2 separate regions of the Mus musculus genome follow, and region 2 is linked to region 1. The links are chromatin contacts, called in public promoter capture Hi-C maps. All regions are on one chromosome and are shown on one strand. Each heading gives the region's core, a stretch centred on a gene start, on an enhancer-like site or on the middle of the called end of the contact. The rest is flanking DNA. Distances are from core to core; before and after follow the strand shown.

Region 1 (4,465 bases), core at 447-2,946:
GAGATATGGAGAGTACAAGAGTTGCAGGTTCATTTAGGCATCCACACACATTTTTATGGAAGGCCAGGGAGCTGAACTGCATGCAGTAGGAGCAAATCCCCCCCAAGAGAGCCCCTGGATGAGTAATAATGTCATGAACTGTGGATGTAGCATTTGAGCACCAGTGGATATCCCAGGATGTGGAAGATACCAGGAATGGGGGATATCTGCTAAGAAAAGCTATAGGAAATGAACAAAGTCCACCCAGGAGGCAGTCTATGTGGGCTGCTAACACCAGCCTGTGGAAGCCGGGTGGCTCAGACCTGTTGGAGTGCACACCATGATAACTAACACACACCTGACTCTGCTTTCCCAGTGCTGGAATTAAAGGAGCATACCAGTACACTCAGCTAGCTATGAAAAATATTTATTCTACAAATCAAGATGAGACAAATCTTTGGCAATAATGTCCAAAATTGGCTTACAAACTAGAAATCTTGAAAGGGGCAACAATTATTAACAAAACTGGACTGCCCAAACTTCGAGGCATGACCTCTAACCTTCCTTATTTCCCATGGGAGCAGCGCCCTTCATCCTTTTTTGGAAGTGATGCTGCTGTCAATCAAGCACAGGGCTCTGGGCTCGGCTTGGGGCTTGGGGCTTGGGGCTCGGGGCTGTAGGCTCAGGGTTTGGGACACAGAGCTCTGCACTTGAGGCCCCAGGGCTCAGGGTTCGTGGTGGGTATTCACAGAGGCACATTCCCTTGGACCGTGTGGTTGGTGCAGGGACAGACAAATACTTCTGTCCACAGTCCTCTGAGGGGCTGAAAGAAACTGTGAGGCCATACATACGTACGTACGTACATACATACATACACACATTAATTTTCCCTTTGCTTTTAGCCTGTGAGATCCACGAGATCGCACCAACTAAGGCTCTGGCAGGCTCTTTCTCCCCACTGCAACAGAAGTACTATGGAATGAGAGGAGAAGAAGGAGAAGAAAGATAGTGACTGACTGGAGACCCTGCAGCCTTTCCACTCCTTGGAAGTCCTAGTTATAAAGGAAAACAAAGAAACACAAATAGTATTTCTTTGATGTGTGCCTCCTGCGACAAAAGTGATCTGGAGAGTAAACGCACGGGTGAGAGTAAGAGAGCTGGACTTCAGGAGGGAATTGGCTGCAGGGCAGTTCATTCCATCTCCAGCCCTTCTCAGTTTCCTTCTTTAAAGAAGAGACATTGCTAAGGTACAGAGCTCAGTGGCAGAGCCCTTGACCAGCATGCATAAGGTCTTGGGTTCAACCCCGGTGACAACAGAAAACTTCAATTAAAAGCACAACTAGGTCAAGACAATCTCATAAAGAAGGGAGATCGTAGCAGTCTGTTCAGTGAATCATTGGGAGGCCTGAGATAACCCAGGGAAAGACCTTGGACAGTCACACATTCATTCATACATCTCTGTTTCCCCTACCCTTGCCTGATTCTTCCCCTCCTGGTGCCAAGGCACCTGGCTCCTCACAGAGTCCATGCCATGGCGCTTATCAATGACACCAATGAGTCCCCTGCCAGATGGCACAGGGCAACCATGAACCCTGACGCAACTCTAGCCACACTTTGATATTAAAAATAAAACTTCAGGGGACAGCATGCAATGTCGAGCTGATTTGCAGAATTGCTGTGTTTACCCTTACTTTCTATAAAGCTTCCCATTGGTTGATGCTTGGGGGGTGGGGGCCACCAAATGGTGAAGGCCACTGCCCCCCTCCTCTAACCATTAACCAGCAAGACACCAGCAAACAAGATTTAGTGGGGAGTCTCCCCGAAGCCTTACTGTACGTGTGCTAGGATTCCAGACAGCAAAGCAGAGCCAGAAGGAACAGCTGGAGCCCACAGCAGACGTGAGTCACCCCTGACAGTACTCTGTGCCTCTTGCTCCTACCAGGGTCCCTGACTCTATATCTGCTGCACTCCAGAACACAGCAGTGCCTGCTTGCTTGAGATTTTTAATAGATGAACATGAGGGTAGCTAGCTGTGTCATGAGGCGACCATGTGGAATACTTCTTCGATCCCATAGTCTGTGGTTCAGCCACTTGGTTTTGATTTCCCTTCAGCTTCTTACATTGCAGGAGGCTGTCACTGAGAGCTGGGTTTATGCTTTATTGCTACCTGTTGCCTGGTGCCTTAGCATCCAGGAATGAGAAGGAATCTCAGAGCTGAGATGGATTAGTGCCAGGCAGCACTATTGAGTAGGGTTGTAGTGCACAGGTGGTATATGCAGGGACCCTCTAAAGAGTGCCCACACCCCATGCCATAGTAACTCAGTAATGTGTAGTGGGGGGTGATACAGCTGGAGGGAGAATGACCTGCTTCTCTGTGCATCACACCACGTGCTATGATGCCTAAATCCCCGCCTGATCCAAGGCACTTCAGAGAGGCGTGGCAAGGAAGATATTACTAGGAAGAAACACATGACCTTAGTCTTTTTTGTAGGCTGGCCTTAAAGAGCCACCTTGCTGGCCACGTGGTTTTCAGTAGAGAAAGCAAGAGGTGTGACTCTGAAGGTGCACACCCCGACCTACACGGAAGCTCTACATCACCTAGCTCTGGTGTCCCATCTCTACAATGAGGTGCAGGATGCCTCGTGAAGTGAGTGTGCATAATCATGCACTGATGACAGCCACACCAGGCATTCACAACCGTCTTCTGAGGCAGGAGGATTTACTCTCCAGCCTGTAGGTTTGATACAGGGAGAATGAGGCACACAGTTGCACCCAGAAACAGCAGGAAGAGAAAGAAGGCCAAGCCAACTGTTGACTGGGGTATTCCTTCCCCAAGGGGGATTCATAGACAGGTATAGCCCGGTGCTGAAACCAAGATGAAACCAACAAGGCCGGTGGCAGAGAGAAGGGGAGAAGAAAAGCTTCCTGGAGGCAGTAACCAAGCACCTGAATCTCAAAGGCCAAGAGGGAATGAGACAGGGGAGAAAAGGAAGGGGTGGGCCTAGAGGGGAGCCCCATGGGGCAGTCAGAGGAGGGCCATCTTTATCTCCAGGTCTCAGGCCAGGACAGAGCTCAGCAAACACTAAGGGACTGTAGTGGCCTGCCATGCCTTGCCTGCCCTGCCCTGCCCTGTCCTGCCCTAACCTCTAACCTGGCTTGCAACAGAGTAAGAATGTAGTGTGCAGGGGTGGAGGAGGGAGACCTGTGATACTCAGCCATGCTGCAGCCAGATGGTGATCAGTCCAACATAAGAAGGACTGGGTCCTGAGGAACTCTAGCCCCCAGCATCAGTGTGGGTGAGTCTCGCAGGGCCGCTGGAACTCCTGTCAACTCGGCTCCTGCACAGCAGTGTCCTATCCTGATCTCACTTCAGTCATAGCTGTTATCTTTCTGGATTGAGTAACTCCAAAAACATTGATGTCTAATTTTGATCCATGGCTAATTTTTTTTTGTCTGAAAATTTCATACAGGGATGTGTGTTCTGACCAAATTTGCTCGCCACTGCCTCTCCTCACATCCAACTCTCCAATGTCCTACATCCCTCCCAACTTCATGTGCTCTTTAAAAAAAAAAAAAAGATACTGTGGCTGCTTCATGTAGCCAATATGTACACAGGAGTAGGGCCAGCTACTGAAGTGCGGCTAGTCTCTCAGGAGTGGCATTACTAAAGAGAACTGATTCTCTTTCCCAGACTCTATCAATGGAGAGCCTATTGTGACTCTCAAGCCTAGCTTATCAGCGAAGCTCCTTTTTCTTTGCTATAGGCACTGATTAACACAGAGCCCATCAACAAGTCAACATCAAGGCTATTAAAAATTACATAGAATGTAAAAAGGTGGGTTTGCACAATAAAGATCCCAACAGCCCCCAGCTTGCCAATTGTCTGCACACTGCCCTTTGGCGGCTTACTTTATTCCCTCTGTTAGCCTCCAGTTGATATCCAGTGACTTCATTCTGATCTGGAATCCAAAGGAAACCCATTTTGCAGAGTTTAGTAATGTTCAGACTGAGTGTGGTTTAGCAAGCCCTCAGGTTGAAGGTAAGCTTAGTCAGATATAGATCCTTGGTTGACCATATTTGTCTGTTTGCTTGTTTTTCTTACATGTTGAATTGTATAGGTACTTTAACCTATCCGAGTTTCTGGCTGCCTACAGACAAGTTAATAAACTCTATTTTGAGGTTTTTATTTTTAAATTTGCATGAGAATATAGGCAAAATGCTCATGTGGTGTGTCAGGCACTTAGCAACCACATTGAGTAAAACACTTCTCCAAATGAGAATCCAGAGGCCCAGGGCTCTGGTGTGATTGCCTGGGTCACATTAAAGGTGAAGGAAGGATGGGGACAAAATGGGCCTTTTATTCTCAGTGCCATGTGCCCTGACTGTGTGACTTCCATAAGGCCTAATGAGCACTGTTGATTTGGCAGGACCTGGTCAACCAAAACAATGTCGCTCGCCCTGTATACCTGTCTCTTCTGGCTCTGCA
Region 2 (4,497 bases), core at 1,056-3,555, 210 kb before region 1:
CTTACAGGAAACATCCCCACTTGCTCTCTTGCTGCCTTTGTGACCCTTCACCTTTGACTTTTAACTTGTTTGGAATGCGCTTGTGGGTGCAGCTGGCAGTCCATGAGTTTCATAGATCAGGAGTCCATGTTTCTCTCCCAGGCCAGTACAGTGGGTGGCATCCAGTATTGCTTGGGACAGGAAGGGTTAGTCTAAATGTGCTCCTAGCACAGGGCAAGGCCCCTTGCTGCCCTAGCTCTACCCCTCACAGAATTATAGCTGCCACCTAAAGCTGATCTCCTCCCTGGAGACAGACACTGGAGACTCTTAGCAGACTGGCTCCCTGACACCCTCGGGAGTCAAGAATCTGATCCTGAGGAAGAGTGGGAATCAGCACCCACCAGAGGTGCAGGAGGCGTGGCTACCCGGGATCTGGCCAGGATACTCAGGTACAGTGCTGGGATGTCCCACTTGCCTGCAGGCTACTGCCTGCCTGAGGGGCCAGTGTTTGCAGGGGCACAATAGAGACTACCTCTACCTGGTGTGGTCCATCTAGTGCAAAGCTATGGGGGGCAGCTGGGTCACAGGAATGGCCATTATATGGATGGGGAAACAGAGGCTCAGAGATGGGAGAACATGCTCTGGGTGTGCAGATAGCATTGCACCACAACCGCAGTCTGGTTCCCCAAACTCGGAGTAGTTGTAAAATAGATACCCCACCCACAAGGGACCAGAAGGAAGGCAGGTGCTGGGGGAAAGGAACAGGAAGTGTGGGAGGGAGAGCTGAGCTGTTTCCTGTGAGGGAGGCATACCTCCACTGGCTCCCCAGATATACAGAGGGTACTGAGTGACATAATGTGGGTGGGGAGCACAGAATGCAACCCACCCTATAACTCCACCCCTACCCAGTGGGACAAATGAGCCCCAGTATTGATAAGAGCATCACCCCAAATAGCTGTCTGGATACCTTGAGCCCTAGGCTCCGAGTTTCCCTTGCTGTATGTAGTTCTTGCAGCAGCTTTGTGCCATCATAATCTGCATCTTAGAGGTGGAGACAGGGAGGCACCAGGAGGTGAAAATGTTTGTCTGATGGGTTGAGGTCTAACCTCAGGTGCTGTAGGATCCTGTGGAACATCTATTAGGCTGAATCCTAAGGTGGATCACAGGGGAGCCAGTGACTGGCAGAAGGTGGAAATGTGACCATCACTTATCCACCTCATTCTTGCTGTGCCCGGCCAAGGGCCAGGACAGCAGGAGAGCTGGAACCATGGGAGAGTGGGGGTTGTGGGGGTGGGAATGTGAACTCACCACCGGTGCCCATCACAGGGCTCATGGGATATGATCGAGATTTTGAAGAGGATCAGAGTACAGAGCCCATTCGCCTCAACCCTGACCTCCTCCAACCAAACCAGACAGACCTTCAAGAGCTGTGACCACCCTCTCCGTGTCCTGGAGCAGAGAGACTGCTCCTTCCTAGTCTCCCCATCCCTAAGGAAAGTCCCCATCTAGAAGTAAAGTCCCCATATCAGCTTCCCGGAATCAATGTGGAACAGGCCCAGCTCAGATGAGGGGAGGGTGGGAGATGGGAAGGCTGAAAAGAACTTCTTAGACTTAGACAAACAACTTACAATGTGCATGTTTTACTCAAGCTTCCTGTACCCTTAGCAACCATGATGGGTACCAATCTGCCATTTTGGAAATGTCTCTGGTTCAGAGAGGTCAATTGATCTAAGGGCAGCCCAGCTCTTCCTTACAGAGCTACTCTCTGCCCCCTAGCCTGTCCCCCTGGCCACTGTGCACCAGCCTGTCAGGAATTTCCTGTCAGTCAGAGTCCATTCTCCTGCACAGGAAACAAAGAATTCATATCTACACTTGCAAGGAGCAATCTCTTTGTTTTGGTCCTGTGTCTCCATTTGTCAGGTGGGCACATAACCTACTCTGAGCCCCTGGTGGAGGCAGTGAATCTTCAGCCCCAGGCATCTGAAAGCAGATGGCTCAGTAAATATTGACTTTGCTTACATGCAAGCAACCCAAGCATTCCCCAGGATAGTGCAGGACCAGCCAGCCATGTTGTGTCTTCCTAGAGGCAATGTGACTCAGGACACCAGACGCACTTTGGACACAGGATGTTGTGTTTGTTGTGTTTATGAGGGATGGGTGTTCTGACTGCTTTGCTTAGGACTCCTTTGGTTTAGGCGCAGAGAGAGCTGAGCTCTGTCCCGAACAGTGTGGGTGGTACCTCAGTGCCCACTCGATGGACTTAGCCCCTCTCTGTTTGCTCTACCAATAACTGTGGTGACATTGGTTAATATTCACTAGCAAACCCCCCCATATCCCCCTTGGCTCCCATTGCTTAAATACAGACTAGGACAGGGCTCTGTCTCCTCAGCCTCGGTCACCACCCAGCTCTGGGACAGCAAGCTGTGAGTATAATTTTCCCTAAGGAAATATTGGAGGGGCCCCTGAGTCTCTGCACTTCCCAAGCAGGCAGCCTGTCTGGGAGCAGGATAAAGTTAATTGTGCCTGTGGCACCTAGGTCTCTTGTTGCCATGGGAACATCAATCCCTAAGCTCCCTTCTTGAACCTCACTGCCCAGTAGATAGCTAGTATCTTCAGGTGAGAGGAGACAAAGACGTGGAGGGGCCAAGGTGCAGCCACAGGCATTTCCATGTAGACAGTGCACACCCTTTGCTGGCCTTTCTTGTATGCCCTTTTCCAGCCCTGCTCCTACCCCCTGCATCGTGGATAAGCAAGGTAAGATTAGAAGGACAGTGGGAGCTGTGGCACTCCAGCTATACCCGAGATGCACATACTAGGACCTCAGCCTGTTGTTCACGGTGGCTGTTTCAAGCATAGTGGCCTGTGAGATCTGTGTGTGTGCATGTGTGTGTGTGTGTGTGAGAGAGAGAGAGAGAGGGAGAGAGAGAGAGAGAGAGAGAGAGAGAGAGAGAGAGAGAGAGAGAGAGAGAGAGGGAGAGAGAGAGAAGAGAGAGGAGAGAGGAGAGAGAGAAAGAGAGACTTGGCTTGAGAAAACTTTCTGAGTGAGTGTGCTAAGGTGTCCCATCTCTAAACAAAGCACTCATGTAATATTTTAGCTCCATAGCCCCTCAAAGAGGAGGTTACTGGCTTATTCCCATTTTACAGATGAGGAGATGAGGATAATAGTTTGTCCCAATCATACATAGCCTACCATTCAAACTGAGGCAGCTTCTCCACTCTTCAGGCTCCTGATTTTGCTAACTGAGACATCTTCCCCTCTGGGCTGTAGCCTTGGATAGCTTCTAACCTCGCTGCTCTATTAGGCAGAAGAGCTTCACCCCCTCCCTCTGGCCAGCCTTGCTCTATGGAGATTGGTTTGGTTTATCATCCTGCTGTTTTGTAATGTAAGCAAGAGCGAGGCGGCCAGGTTCAGAGGATACAAATATCCTGAAAAAGCCAGAGGCTAATGAGGGGTGCTTCTGGGAGCTCTGCACACTGGCTCTCTGAACCACTCACTTGATCTTCCTCAGGTAACTGACGTTCCAAAAGTTAGAGGTGTAGGGTCACAGAGAGGAGCAGCAATCCAGCCTTAGACCTGTCATTTTAGCACTAGTATAGAGTGGAGCCCGAGTAGCCACCTCTGCTATCTATTTCAAGTGTTCTGGCTTCAATTTGTACATAGAAAAGGGCTAGAACCTAGAACTAAACTGTGTGAGACTGAACACCAGCTCTTTTCCAGCTGGTTCTTTGGGGTTGAGAATGTGGCTTAGCCTGTCTGGACCTCAGTTTTTCTCCCTATAAAATAGAACTAATGTGAAGAGAAAGTTAGATGAACTGGGTATAAAACACATTTTGTGAGCATGTCCAAAAGGACTGCAGTTATTGCTTGTGTTTGCACAGTACATGACTGCTATCGATAGGGCGGTGCAAATGGGGGTGATGGGACATGCACCTGACCCAGGGCTGGCATTGCCTAGCAGGAGACCATTGTCTATGCTAGTTAATTGTGACTTTGTTCCTGCCATGCCCGGTTCATTAGAAGACTCCTCTGTGCAAACAGGGGGCTTAAAGGGTTGAGGTCATTTGCCCAGGGGCCTCTGGCAATAAATGGCAGAGCTGGGCTTCCACAGATTGTGGCCTGCTACAGTTGATTCTCTGGGTCTGCTTGGGTTACCCTTAGTGGATTGTTCATTTTCTCTCTTAGCTACAATGGTACAGAATGAAAAAGGGGAGGTATTGCCTCTCTCTTGCCTCCCAGAGGCCACACCCACCAACCTCTGAAGTCAGAATGTCACCATGTGTGATCTCCAGCTTTTTGGCTTCTGTCCCTACACCACAGGATTTTAAGCTTCATCCTCCTTTCCAGTTGTCTGTCTGCCTTCCCTCAGGGACCTGAAGGTCATAGGGGCTCAGCAGGGAGAAAGCAGGGCTCGGGACCCTGAGATTTGAAGGAACAGGAAGGGATGCAAAATGTACCTACCTGGATGCTTGAGACCAGAGTCAGGGCCTGTGACACTTCACATCCACTGGCATTGTGAT

Evidence for each region. Promoter capture Hi-C pulls out the DNA fragments that hold promoters and counts their contacts.
Region 2: a contact with region 1 is called in a promoter capture Hi-C map of liver, with 4 times the contacts expected there. The contact joins the promoter of Serpina1a here to the promoter of Serpina6 in region 1. A contact is called at or near these places in 2 of 39 promoter capture datasets (both in liver), 1 of 115 datasets of contacts at active chromatin or transcription factors (fetal liver) and 2 of 9 other capture datasets (adipose tissue and liver).

What each region holds. Positions count from the first base shown.
Region 1 is chr12:103,654,449-103,658,913 of GRCm38.p6, reverse strand. It overlaps Serpina6 (serine (or cysteine) peptidase inhibitor, clade A, member 6), which reads left to right and starts at 1,696. Exons shown (of 5, transcript NM_007618.3): 1 at 1,696-1,877; 2 at 4,407-4,465. The coding sequence starts at 4,426.
Region 2 is chr12:103,861,427-103,865,923 of GRCm38.p6, reverse strand. Serpina1a (serine (or cysteine) peptidase inhibitor, clade A, member 1A) reads left to right here and starts at 2,305. Exons shown (of 5, transcript NM_009243.4): 1 at 2,305-2,402.